Regions from separate parts of the Mus musculus genome. Here region 1 is linked to region 2. Evidence: chromatin contacts called from public HiChIP or PLAC-seq data. All regions are on one chromosome and are shown on one strand. The core of a region is the stretch at or near the end of the contact, and the rest is flanking DNA. Distances in the headings are between cores, read along the strand shown.

What was found. HiChIP or PLAC-seq counts read pairs in DNA pulled down with a chosen protein or histone mark.
Region 1: an H3K4me3 HiChIP or PLAC-seq map of embryonic forebrain shows a contact between it and region 2, with 4 times the contacts expected there. The contact joins the promoter of Hoxd11 here to the enhancer-like site in region 2. A contact is called at or near these places in 2 of 39 promoter capture datasets (HPC-7-derived erythroid cells and trophoblast stem cells), 9 of 115 datasets of contacts at active chromatin or transcription factors (craniofacial prominence, embryonic basal ganglia, embryonic forebrain and 6 more) and 3 of 9 other capture datasets (embryonic stem cells, liver and pancreatic islet).

The regions. Positions count from the first base shown.
Region 1 is chr2:74,679,959-74,683,732 of GRCm38.p6, forward strand. Hoxd11 (homeobox D11) reads left to right here and starts at 2,365. Exons shown (of 2, transcript NM_008273.2): 1 at 2,365-3,209. The coding sequence starts at 2,435.
Region 2 is chr2:74,117,477-74,121,329 of GRCm38.p6, forward strand. No RefSeq gene overlaps it. Among named protein-coding and RNA genes, the nearest start is that of Gm31534, 86 kb to the right of the region's middle. Within about 2 kb of position 2,230, at least 13 of the 459 cell types and tissues checked have an H3K27ac peak or open chromatin away from gene starts, as enhancers often do. A contact at or near this core is called in embryonic basal ganglia and embryonic forebrain, where this site is marked.

The DNA.
Region 1 (3,774 bases), core at 1,115-3,614, 560 kb after region 2:
CGCTAAGGCGTGGAGGGGGGCCCATCGCCCCTTCCCCTATGTGCTAGCGCGCTGCTGCAGATGGCGCACCCTCCCCTGCCAAAGCGCGGCTCCCGCCGGAGCTGCCGTCGCCATGTCGTTGAACTTGAATGGTTCCTCCTTTCCATTTCCCTTTTCGGCAGCCAGCAGACTTCACTTTAGGGGCGACGGTCGGTGGGGTGAGCAGAGAGAAGGTGGGGAAATTGTTTTGCATCCCAAGACATGCAAAGATTGGGGGGGGGCGCCGCTGCCTTCCGTCCTGAACGACCCCAGGAACACTGTGCTGTGTCTGGGGAGCCATTTTAGGAGACAGATCTAGGGGCGTCGACCAGGGTTCAGAAAGGGAGAGGCTTGGAACTGAGATGGAGATAGGGAGGCAGATAAAAATACGCTGTGTGTCGGACTCCGGGCTAGGAGAATGGTGCCAACAGGAATCTGGGTGTGTGTGGGGGGGGGGGGTAGTTGCAGGGAGGGGTCACCTAGGATGGACAGCTAAGTGGGAGAGAGCTTGGGGAGCACCAGTCGTCACTGCCACAGACCTGTTTGCGCAGTTTTTGGGGGAGGGAAGCAGACACGGGTGAGGGCGGAGGAAAGAGAGGAATGGAGAAAGGAGGGAGGAGAAGAGGAAGGGGCGACGGCTAGAAAATAGATAGCAACTCAGACCACCGGCCTTTTCTCTTAAGTCGGCTGGGTGCGCAAAGAGCACAGGACCCGAACCGCAGCGGTCTGGGGAAAGGAAGGAAACCAGAACAGAGCTGCCTAACGGGGCATAGCGCTGAAGCCCAGGCCTCTGGGCTGAATCCTGGGTAAAGGAACACTGAGGAAGGAGGAAGGCTGCTGCCTTTGGTTCTGGGATTTGGATTTGGGGAGAGACTAAGGCCTGGTAAGCTGGAGGTGGGAGCCTAGGCCTCTTTTGGACTCCAGGCCTGAGAGGATTGCCGCAGCCCAATGAGTGAGGCTTTGGAGCAAGTGGCTGGGGGCCTGGAAAGTCTACCTCGGAGTCAGGTGGTGCAGATAGACTCCAACAGGCAGGCAGACGCTATTGAGGGCCCCTGGAGAACCAACCGATCTCCCTGGGAGATGCTATGACCATCAAATTCAAGGGCTCCAGAGGAGTCTTGGGGATATGCCACGAGATTGCTCAGGGCTTAGTGGGGCTCCAACACAGTGAAAGCTCCAAGAGACTTGAACACAGAAGACGATGAGAGGAAGGCCAAAGCACAAGGGGTTTGTCTGTGGGCGGTGAGTAGGGACCTTATTCTGTGAGAGTGGGACTCATCTTCCTTTTGTTCTTCAGACCCTCGAGCTTTGAGGAAAGCCAGAAAACCGGGACCTCTGTGTTTCCACGCTGGCTGAGTATTGAGAGGAGAGAGAAAGAGAGAGAGAGAGAGAGAGAGAGAGAGAGAGAGTAAAGGGAAAGGATGGAGGTACTAAGAAAGACTGGAGAAAGGAGAGAAAGCAGGATGGAGGCGAGGAAAGGAAGAGAGGAAGACAGGAGAGAGAAAGGAGAAGAGTGAGGAGTAAGCAAAGAAAGGAGGGACGGGAACAGAGCGGAAAAACCTGGAAGAAGAAAGGCCGAATGGGTACCAAGGCCCACGCCAAGCTAGCTCCTGGGAGTCGTTTTTTCCAGGGTCTGCACTCTTGTCCCTGGTGTCAGAACCCAAGAGAGCCAAATCCCTACCAGCCGGAACGCACTCCGCAGAGAAATATGTAAATCAGGGCTCCCTGCGCCCTAGAGAGTGTCGCAATTACGCCCCTTGAACAAGAAGCAACAAGCTCCCAGCCGGTGAGCTACGGAGGGTGGCTGTGTCGCGGGGGAGGGAGCGGCTGCAGGAAAGGTGGGGGTGGGAACCTCACACTCTCACACCTAGTCCTCTGTGCCAGGGCCGGGGCTCCCCCCACCACCACCACCACCACCGCTCTCGACTGCTCTCCCTTCCCCCTTCCTCCCCCTCCTCCCTCCCTCCTCCTCCCCTCCGGCCTAGGTCCGGGTACTTAAAGCAGCGCGGGCGGGCTAAGGCGGGCGGGCGGCCCAGTCCGGTGGCGGCAGATGCGCCCAGCGGTGGCAGCCGCCGGCGGCGCGCAGGTGACCGGCCTGCAGCGCAGCCTGCTCAGGGAGTGCCCTGGGAGAGCTGGCGGGAGCTGGAGGCCGATCCGCCCCCAGCGTGCGCGCGTCTCGGCGCCAGGAGCCGTCCCGGGGCGTGTTGGCGAGCGCTGATATAGATATAAGGACATTTCTCTCCATGGCGTCACGTGACATAATTACCACCAGAATCAATCAAGATGAATTGCACGTCAGCGCCCGGTGGGGATTTTTGCTTAGTTGATCCTGGCCCAAGCCTCTTGTGCAATCGATGGCTCAGGTTGGAGGCGCGGGGAGCGGCCCGAGGCTTGCCGGCGTGCACGCCGCGCAGCCATGAACGACTTTGACGAGTGCGGCCCCAGCGCAGCCAGCATGTACCTGCCGGGCTGCGCTTACTACGTGGCCCCGTCGGACTTCGCCAGCAAGCCGTCGTTCCTCTCGCAGCCGTCCTCGTGCCAGATGACTTTCCCCTACTCCTCCAACCTGGCGCCACACGTCCAGCCCGTGCGGGAGGTGGCCTTTCGCGACTACGGCCTGGAGCGCGCCAAGTGGCCGTACCGCGGCGGAGGCGGCGGTGGCGCGGGGGGCGGCGGCGGCGGCGGTCCCGGCGGGGGTGGTGGCGGCTCCGGGGGCTACGCTCCCTACTACGCCGCGGCAGCGGCGGCAGCGGCGGCAGCGGCGGCGGCCGAGGAGGCGGCCATGCAACGAGATCTGCTCCCGCCCGCCGGCCGCCGGCCAGACGTGCTCTTCAAGGCTCCCGAGCCGGTGTGCGGCGCTCCCGGGCCGCCGCACGGTCCGGCGGCCGCAGCCTCTAACTTCTACAGCGCCGTGGGTCGCAACGGCATCCTGCCCCAGGGCTTTGATCAGTTCTACGAGGCGGCGCCCGGACCCCCCTTCGCCGGCCCGCAGCCCCAGCCCGCTCCCGCGCCGCCACAGCCCGAGGGCGCCGCTGACAAGGGCGACCCCAAGCCAGGGGCTGGTGGCGGCGGGGGCAGTCCCTGCGCCAAGGCGACTCCGGGCCCAGAGCCCAAGGGGGCGGCGGAAGGCGGTGGCGGTGAAGGCGAGGGCCCCCCGGGGGAGGCGGGGGCCGAAAAGAGCGGCGGCACAGGTAGGCGCGGGGCGCGGGCCGAGGGGCTGGCCCGGGGCGGCGGAGGGGGGGCGGTGGGGACCTCCCTCTGCTTGCGCCGTTTTATGTGCTACTTTATAAGCATTCGAGGGGGTTTATACATCCTATAAGATTTCCCGGGTCGTTGTAAAGCGTGTTTATGATAGGAAACCAATTTAGGTGGGCTTAAGGTAGACTTCGAAGAGGACATTAATCGCCGTAGAGAGCTTTCCCTCTATTTGGGTGGGGGGGGGGTGGGTGAGTTGAGGACCTTAGAGGAGGGAAGTACATTTGCAGCCAGTTGATGAGTGGGAACACGAGAGCCTCCTGCCTTTCAGGGAGAGGGTAAGTGATCTGCCGCACTGGACTTAACCCCAACCTCTGGCTGGCGCTCAGCTCGGAGTTGAGCAGATGCTCCTGTGGGCGCGCTCTTGTCTCTCTCCCTTCATGTTCCAGTTCAGAGCCTGCCTTGCCATCATCCTTTTTCCTATCTCAGTGCCAGCCTAGAGTGTGTGTGTGTGTGTGTGTGTGTGTGTGTGTGTGTCCGGGCGTGAACACATGTCCACGC
Region 2 (3,853 bases), core at 980-3,479:
AGGACACACAGGGACCTGAGTTCAAATCCCCAGCACACACATAGAAGGCCGGTTGGTCATGGAGGTGCGCTCTTTTAACTCTAAAACACAGATGTGCCTTCTCGTGTATTAGGAGACAATGGTACTAAAATGTTAGTTCTTTACAATCATGATCAAAATAGCAACTTATTTAGTGTGACAAGACAATAGAAATGACCATGGGCAGTCAAAAAAAATTAAAAAAAAACCCCAACAACAACAACAACAACAAAACCAAACCAACCAAACAAACAAAAAAAACCACAGCTGAGATCCAGTGCTGTCTTTCATTGTCACCCGTACAAAGCTTCAGTAAATAAAACAGTGTGATGTTGGCAGACAGACAGATGGGTAAGACATTTGGACAGAAATGTTACAAAACAAAGACATACTGATGGTAAATACGTACATGAAAAAAATGCCTAATGACATTAGGAGGGTGTAGGTTGTGATCACAGTGAGACATCGCCATAGACCTATGGAAATGGGTAAAATGAGAAGAATTAGTCACATACAGTACAGTGTGGAGGAACGGGAGCTACCAGACACTGCTGCTGGTGGAGATGTAAAAACAATCCAGCTGGCGAAAGTGTGACAGTATGACCCAGCCACTGCACACACACACATCAAGTGTCCACCCAACAATCCAACCATTGCACACACACATCAAGTGTCCACCCAACAACCTAGCAATGGAAGGAGGGAGGTGTCCACTGTCTTGACAGATAGTGGCTACATAGGTCTAAACATGGCCAGTCTATTAAGTTGTGTACTTTAAGTGGTGGAGTTTATCCTACAGTAAAGCTGATCTTTAAAAGTGCCTCAAAGAAAGTAGGGTAACTGACAGTGAAAATAACGGGTCACCTTCAATGCCAACTTCCCAACAGCACAAGAGCCTGTGGTTGCCAGCTCCATTGTGGGTCCTCTAATGGCTGGGTGCAGAACTCTTCGAGTTTGCTTGTCTGACATTTAGAAGGTTAATAAAGAACTGTGGATAAACAGCCTCAATTAACTCATAAAAGTGATTTGGACAGGAACAGCTTCTCATCAGATGAGGGGGAGGGGCTGCAGATCTATGGTTCTTGCTTCTGGTTTCAGCTGGAAGACGTAGGGCTTACTTAGGATAGCTAGAAAATACCATGAAGACCAGACCAAGCTGCAGGTACATGTATAAAAACCCCCTTTTAGGAAATTCCTGGCCAGTGGTCAGTTGTAGACTGAAATTGAGTCTGCCATGCATGAGCGTCCGGGATGCTCACAGAGGCAGTCATTTTGAAAAATCAACCACGAGCAACTGTGGTCCTTCTAAATTTGCTTTAGACTATTGGATCTTTTTCCTCTTCATTTTAGAGATTGTGTGTGTGTGCCATTTTAAGAATTTGTAGCAAAGACTGCTACATAAACTGCTAGTCACACTTGCTGGGGAACTTTGCAAATAAAAACCATAAAAACAGTGTTAGCTTATTAAACAAACAGAAAGAACTTAATAGCATAGAACTTGGGTGCATAAAAGCTCGGGATGGCTTCCGAAATAGCGTACATCACATAAAACGAATTACAACCAATAGATCTAGGTCTAGTTTCTGAGTGTCCACTTCGTTTTTAGTTAAGACAAACATCAGGATTGTTGTAATATTAACACCATTCCCTAACCATTTGATTGTTGTTATTTCTTAGTATTCCTGAGCCATGAAAGCATCGTGCACAGGGCTCTGCTCTTGCACAGAGAGGCGGGCTTTTCTGTAAGAGAGTTGCTGCCTGCGATGGTGGGCTGCCTGCTGTCGTGTTTACCTTCACTGGGGCTGCCTGGCTATTGTCGAGCCAGTTGAGATGATTCATGGGTCTGACAGATGTCTGGTACAGCTGGATGTGTCCTTGATTATCCCAAAAGTCTGGACAGCACTGTCATTCACCATTGCCCAAATTATCTTTGTATTGACTGTGGAACCCTTGGTGACAGCGCTGTAATGGCTAATTACCCAAGATACCACTGGTACGCACTTCATAATGGCTTAGTGAAAAAGGAAAAGACTGTAAGGAAATGAGGAAAAAAAATACTAATAAAAGTAACATCCTGTTCTGTGCAAAGAACAGACTCTGCTGCAGTAGAGTGTGTGTATTTATTTGACATCATGCAGTCTATGCTAATGAAATCCAGGGCCACAATAGGAGAAGCATAGATTCTCATGAAACGTGTAAGGGAGGGATAAAACGTAAAGAACGCTGACAGTGATGAATTATGGACAATAGAAGGAGCTATTAGCTGGGAGACAATCGTATGCATGGCATACTCGGGAAAGGCATGACAAGTGGCAATTTGCCTGCCTCGCCTGCTGCAGGGGTTGGAGGCGAAAGAGTACGTTCTGTTTAGCAAATGGCCTCCCCAGAAATGGAGAGGAGGGAGGGAAAGAGGAGGCGCTTAGTAAATCTGCTCCGGGGGCAAGAATGGGAAGCCGAGGTTTCATTTCCCCCTATAATGCCATAAATTAGCCCACTTTGACAAACATAGCTCCCTCAAAGCAGATATATATTAGGAGGGGGAAAGAGAAGGGAATAGAAGGCACAAAATCCCATTTTGACTTTTAGTGGAGATGATGAGGTCCCGGGAGGGCAGACAAAGCAGGCCGGGGAACAGCTTTCCACACAAAGAATGCAGTGATTCGCCACATCCTGTCCAGGCCGTGTCTGAATGTCACTCCTATCTTAATTACTAGACTAACAAAGCTATCCCGTTCTTCTAGAATCTCTGCCTCCGTTCTCACAATGCAAGAGGAGAATCTGATGAAAGGTTGCTCGTGAGTCTTTATGAAGCCAGGAGGTGAGGTCAGGGGCCTTGGGGAGGCGGAGTAGAGGAGGATGATGGGTGAAGACCGGAAGGCCTGATGCTCTCTTGTTCTTGATCGACATGGGTACTCCCCTGAGTTTTGTAGCAAGTGGCTTGGTGGGACAGCTGTGACAAAGTCGGGGACATGATGCATCACCCCTGGCCTTCCAGTTGGAAAGGGGGAGATTGTCTCTTTCTTTGACCCTATACTTGTGCAGTGATCTCAGGCCTAGTCACTCACAAAGCACGGGATACGAGCAGTGTGACTTGAGGACTGTGGGTACTGCATTCTGACTCACTGAATTATTCCTTTAGCTGAAGAACTTCAGTCCATTGTTTTGGACCACCTCAAATACTTCATTGTGTCCTCCCTGAGTTCTCTCGGATGCTTCTTGATGGTCCCAGAGGTGTTCCTCTGTCCACTGATTCTCAGTAAGGACCATAGTGATGGTGTAGGAGAGAGACGGACAGGAATTTGGGCGAGAATATCTCCTGAGCCCTGTGCTGATACCCTGCCCCTGCCAATCATATGGGCGAATACTTCTGTGTCCATCAAGCAAATTTTCCCTTTGAAAATGACTTGGATTGAAACAAGTTAATTCCCCCTAGAACTCTGGTTAGTTGGAGTTATTTTGTATTTTTTAAAAAAATGACAATCACATTTTCAAAACACGTAGGTGATACGTTTGTATCCCTATCACATTTAGGCGTGCCCCCCACCATCATAACACAGACAAAGTGGGAGGAGGGAAGAGAAGCTGTAGACCCGGACATGTCCAGGTGGCAGGCTGGGGGGGAATAGAGTGGTGGGGATCCCTCACGCTGGAGCGAGGACACAGTGAGGTCAGTAGCCACTGCCGGTTGCTGTTGTGTACAAGTGAGACGTGGGGGCCATATCTCTTTTCAGGAAGATTTAAAACTCCAAAGTCTTAAGGATTATCCGTTCCTAAGGTCTTACAAGCTTCAAACCTGGGTGTGTTTGCCAGTGTCTGGGAGGGAGCTGGGTTGACG